Linked DNA regions of Rattus norvegicus: region 1 is linked to region 2. The links are chromatin contacts, called in public Hi-C maps. All regions are on one chromosome and are shown on one strand. The core of a region is the stretch at or near the end of the contact, and the rest is flanking DNA. Distances in the headings are between cores, read along the strand shown. Region 1 has its middle 23 kb from the start of Nme8. Region 2 overlaps Elmo1 (engulfment and cell motility 1).

Region 1 (2,815 bases), core at 110-2,609, 600 kb before region 2:
GTACTGGGAAAAGGGGAAAAAGCAAGTGGGGTCTCTTGAAGGCAGGCTTAAAAGACCATGTTATCTTTTATCTAGTACCAAGAGTTCATAACCCAATCACAGAAAAACACACACGGTATGCACTCATTGATAAGTGGCTATTAGCCCAAATGCTTGAATTACCCTAGATGCCTAGAACAAATGAAACTCAAGACAGATGATCAAAATGTGAATGCTTCACTCCTTTAAAAGGGGAACAAGAATACCCTTGGCAGGGAATAGAGAGGCAAAGATTAAAACAGACACAGAAGGAACACTCATTCAGAGCCTGCCCCACATGTGGCCCATACATATACAGCCATCCAATTAGACAAGATGGATGAAGCAAAGAAGTGCAGACCGACAGGAGCCGGATGTAGATCGCTCCTGAGAGACACAGCCAGAATACAGCAAACACAGAGGCGAATGCCAGCAGCAAACCACTGAACTGAGAATAGGACTCCCGTTGAAGGAATCAGAGAAAGAACTAGAAGAGCTTGAAGGGGCTCGAGACCCCTTATGTACAACAATGCCAAGCAACCAGAGCTTCCAGGGACTAAGCCACTACCTAAAGACTATACATGGACTGACCCTAGACTCTGACCTCATAGGTAGCAGTGAATATCCTAGTAAGAGCACCAGTGGAAGGGGAAGCCCTGGGTCCTGCTAAGACTGAACCCCCAGTGAACTAGACTGGTGGGGGAGGGCGGCAATGGGGGGAGGATGGGGAGGGGAAACACCCATAAAGATGGGGAGAGGGGAGGGGGATGTTTGCCCAGAAACCGGGAAAGGGAATAACACTCGAAATGTATATAAGAAATACTCAAGTTAATAATAAAAAAAAAAGAGTTCATAACCAGAGAAAATTGAGCTCCTCCCCCAGTCCTGTTATTTGTTTACATGTAGTGGCATTTGCAAAGCTTTGTGTGCAGGAAAAATGGAAGACCATGCACAAATGGAGAAGCTGGCAGCTGTTTCTCTATCCCTTCTGTCTTAAGGCAGAGGTTTAAGCTCTGTAGAATTCGAATTTGCTTCTTTAAAAGAAGTAGGAATCAAATTTGCTTCTTTAAAAAAAGTAGAATATAGGTTGTATTAATATTGTAATTTAGATGAGCTTGAGGATGATTCTCTTTCTAGAGATGTGTGAATAAGGAAATCATCAATGGAAATGATGTATCCTGAGATTAGCACCATCCGATCTGAAGAGACATGATAAGACACAGTGAAGAGCCAGGCTGCCTTTTAGAAGCAGTTTCTTAAAGGGATGTAAGCGGCACCTCAACTGTAATGACCAAGGGAAGAATTCCCAGTCCTCTTCCTCCCACTAGATGGCACCTCCTCACAGTGGTCAAATCCAACAAGCCGCCAGCTTGCAAAAGAACCCCGAAGACAGGCATGGAGGCCAGCCTATTGCTCACAGCGAGGGAGGACAGAAATAGTGCACAGAGGAAAGGAGCAACATTTATGATTAGAAGACTCAAAATCAGAAATATTCGAGCACACTCATCGGGAGGCTGGCTGATATTCTGCCCTTGGGATGAAGGTCAAAAGCTAATGACTCTGAAAAACAAGCTTAGGAGACTCCTGGGCCAAACAGAACTGCTTTGGAGCTCAGCCAAGAAGTTTGAAAATGGAAACTGCTCATCATGCTCCCGTGGTAAAGCAGAGGCTTGTGGTTACTGCTTCACACAGCTTTTCTTCCTATAATCTCCCTTCTCACTCCAAGTCCTTCTGTGTTCCCCTCAAGAACTCCTCTTAGATTCTTGACATTTTATAATTACTATATTTGCAAACACACACATATAAAAGAGGAGTGTGTGTGTGTGTGTGTGTGTGTGTGTGTGTGTGTGTGTGTGTGTGTGTAAAATCTATAGTGGACTGAGCCCAATTAATGTTGCTCATATGTACATGTGTTTAGGGTTTCCCAGGTAGGGGTAGGAAACTTGCCAGGGTTTCGATCCTGGAGAAAACCAATTCTCTCTACCTTGGCAGTCATTGACTGCCTACAGCTCTCCATTAATGGGACTAATGTGGAATTCCCCACACATCCAAATTAACATGTCATGTGTAAGCAATGATACAATTGAAATAGTAAAATTGAAATTTTGTGGATATAGCATTCTGTCTTGTTCAAAAGACATTAGGTTTCAGCAGTCTTCCTGCTTTTGCAATCTTTCCATCCCTGATATTTTCTGAACCTTGGTGTACATCCTGTTTTATAGATGTACCAGTTAGAACTTTTACTCATTTATTTCCTGTATTTTAATTAGTTATGAATCTTTGTGGTAGCTCCCATTTATTGCAAAAAAAATTCTTTAGTGAGGAGTGAAAGCTACAATTTGCTATTGGTATTTACAATGTAATTGATATAATTAACATTAATTATTAATTATGAAATGTTAGTAGGTTCTGCCTTAGCATCTCTGATCTCTCCAACCACAGGTTCTTGGCTACAGTAAGTTTAGAGTAGTCTTAGACCTGAGTTTCTGCCTATTGAGCAGGACTAAAGATCAATTAGACAACTGTTGGTTACCCACAAGATAAAGTGCCATTTCTGCACCTCTAAGAATATGTAATTGGGTCTGGTCCTTATTCTGGTTCAGAGACTTTTCAGCTAGTCATGGCTGTTTATTAAATTTTCCCCTTAACAAATTGATTAACACCTTCCACTGCTACAACAGTCCCCAGCAAAGAGGCCTCTAGGTTAGTACTAGTTTGATTCCTCCAAGTTCTGTGTCCAAAACATGTGGTATCTTCAACAACAGGGTTTTACTTTCAAGTTTGTGAGGCAACGAAG
Region 2 (2,700 bases), core at 14-2,513:
CTCGGCCTATTTAATTTTTTATTATATTTTTTTGTATTTTAGATTGTAGCATATTTAATTACATTATTACCCTCCTCCTTTCATCTCTCCCACCCTTCCTATATACTGACCTTCCTTGGTTTTAAATTCATGGCCTCTTTTTCTTTAGATGTTGTTACATATGTATATAAGTATCTGTATGTGAACTTCTAAATACATAAATACAACCCGTTCAGTCCATATAATATCACTCATATGTGATTTCTGGGCTGGACATTTGGTCTTAGATAACCAGGGGAAGATGATCTCTCTTTCTGTTAGCATCCTTAGTTACCTTTCTCCTTCTCCACATTAGCATGTCCATTGGTGTCATCCTTGTTCCGGTGTTCTTTAAGCAGTCCTGTTGGTGGTACTTCATAGGCGCAGCGTCCCTGACATTTCTAGGAGACACACTCTCTTTGCAAATTTGTAAAGTTCTTCCCTATGGTAATATGTTGATAATTTGCTCCTGGCTAAGGCTAACAACATCCCAACACCACACTCAACCTTGGAAAAACACTTGCCATTGTTTCTGCCTTTGGGCCCTCTCTTTTATTTTTATCTTGTTCTTGTTTCCATGAAGTCAGGCCTCGGTCGAGTGAGAGATCTCTCATAGTTAAAATATTGCCCAAGAGCCATGTGAACATCTCTTAATTTGTTTCAAACAGAATATTACTCAAACACTCTCACGTTTAGCCTTCGCCAACATCAGTCCTTCTGTTGTATTTGAGGCTTTTATGTAGGACCGTCCTAGATAATATTTATCATTGCTCCAAATGGCTTGACTGAGGGATAGATTAATGCTGAGCCTGAGCAGAGAGGAGTCTGGGTTCTCACTGAGGACGCGTCTTGTCTTCTCTCTTCTGCTTCGCCTGAATGCAGTGACTGGTTTAGACTCTGGGCAACAGGTCAGGGGGGAGTCTTCTGTCACACACAGTGAAAGCAACTTTCTTACTTTTTGCCTCTTTTCTTCACCCCTCTAACGCCTTTAGGCCCAAAGGGACATCATATTTGAACTTCGAAGGATTGCTTTTGATGCAGAGTCAGAACCGAATAATAGCAGCGGCAGCATGGAGAAACGCAAGTCCATGTACACTCGGGATTATAAAAAACTTGGCTTCATTGTAAGTACTCTGTCTCCAGGATGCTCTCCCCTCCCACCCTCCCCATCTGACCTCAGTCGTATCGAACGTGTGGTCCTCTTGTGCTTTACAGAATGGTTTCCACATTTCCAGATGTTTAGCTGGTTTAAATAGGATCACATGGAAATCTCTTCTGGCTGCGGTGCAGTGGAATACGTTGCACAAGTGTGACTAATCCTTCGCTTGTTTATCCAGTTCTGATTAAGTGTCATGGAGAGCAGTTAGGCTGGAACACATCGAGCCTTCCTGAGCCTCCTTCAAAAGCCTCCATGGTTCTCCTGAGTGGAATGAAAGATGACAGTTCTAGGAGGCTTCTTATTATTGGGCTAGTGATTGGATTATGCAGATGCATTGATTCCATATTTAAAGAAAGCTGGAAGTCTGGAGTTGAGTCATCATGAGATTATATATAGTTTATGTTTCTTAAAACATCTTATCTTGCTTCAGATGTTAATGGGTTGTTCCTTACACACACACACACACACACACACACACACACACACACACACACACACTTTACAAATCAGAATGCAACATGTGTTGAATCTAACCAGCTGTCGTGGTTGTTGCCTGCTTAGGGATAGCATCACTGTTCTGAGAATGACCTTTAGCTAACTTGAAATTCCGCAGTTGTCAAATTAGGTTTCCATTTTGGCCTCCAACATAAATGATACAAATAGTATGCTGGCTTGAAGGTTAGAAAATACTAGGCAATAGTTTTTATTTAAGATACATTTTTCTCCAAATAAAACAAAACAAACCCTCAGATAGGGTTTTGATTGTGCGAAATTGCTTTGTTATAAGCATCTAGTAATTAGCTTTTTATCTAGAGTACATCAAAGTGACCATTTTTCAACTTTGTAATAATGTCTCTTTAATTTAAAAAAGTTCAAACTATTGATTTTATGGTGTTAATGTCTTTCTGAGTAGAATATTTATTAATAACACATTCATCCTTGCAACTTTCTTAGGAACACTTTTGGGCACTATTTATTTCTCTGTGTTACATCTTTGGTTTTGCCTGTCCATTTGACACTGTAGATGAATTGAGTTGACTGGTGAGACTTTCATGTGTCTTTGTGTCTTTCATGCCACCTCCCCACCTTTGCAGTGTTGCTGGCTGAGACATGTGGGCCAGTTAAGGTGGACAGCATCCCCTTCCACCATTGCCTCCCATGGTTTCACTCTGGGTTGGGAGAGAAGGCATCACTACTTGACATGGAAGCAGCACAGGACTGTCTGGTCTTCTCTACCCAGACTCTCAAACGAGGCCTCTTTCTGTGTACTGTCCATCTGCCAAGGCCTTGGTGGGCCTACAGTGCAGCCTGGAGGCCAGGGGATGCTGAGTTCCCCTGAAGGTGAAGTGGTGGGAGGCATGAGGAATCAACCTCTTGTTGCAGCCTGTGTACCTACATCATAAGCCAAGGATGAATCATTTTCCTCAGGGTCTATGTTCTCTGTCCGAGCATTATTGGTAAATCCAGACCCACTTTGGTTTTCAGGTGTAGGGAGCTCTTGACTTTGGAGTGTTCTGTTTCCT

Evidence for each region. Hi-C and Micro-C count contacts between places; a contact is called where the count stands out from the background.
Region 1: a Hi-C map of liver shows a contact between it and region 2, with 7 times the contacts expected there. The contact joins two enhancer-like sites. A contact is called at or near these places in 8 of 12 Hi-C or Micro-C datasets (the A7r5 cell line, Schwann cells, hepatocytes and 5 more) and 1 of 1 datasets of contacts at active chromatin or transcription factors (oligodendrocytes).

The regions. Positions count from the first base shown.
Region 1 is chr17:49,909,450-49,912,264 of GRCr8, reverse strand. No RefSeq gene overlaps it. Among named protein-coding and RNA genes, the nearest start is that of Nme8, 23 kb to the left of the region's middle. Within about 2 kb of position 1,359, at least 12 of the 93 cell types and tissues checked have an H3K27ac peak or open chromatin away from gene starts, as enhancers often do.
Region 2 is chr17:49,304,669-49,307,368 of GRCr8, reverse strand. Elmo1 (engulfment and cell motility 1) reads left to right here. Exons shown (of 22, transcript NM_001395578.1): 13 at 1,011-1,142. Among named protein-coding and RNA genes, the nearest start is that of Elmo1, 210 kb to the left of the region's middle. Within about 2 kb of position 1,263, at least 7 of the 93 cell types and tissues checked have an H3K27ac peak or open chromatin away from gene starts, as enhancers often do.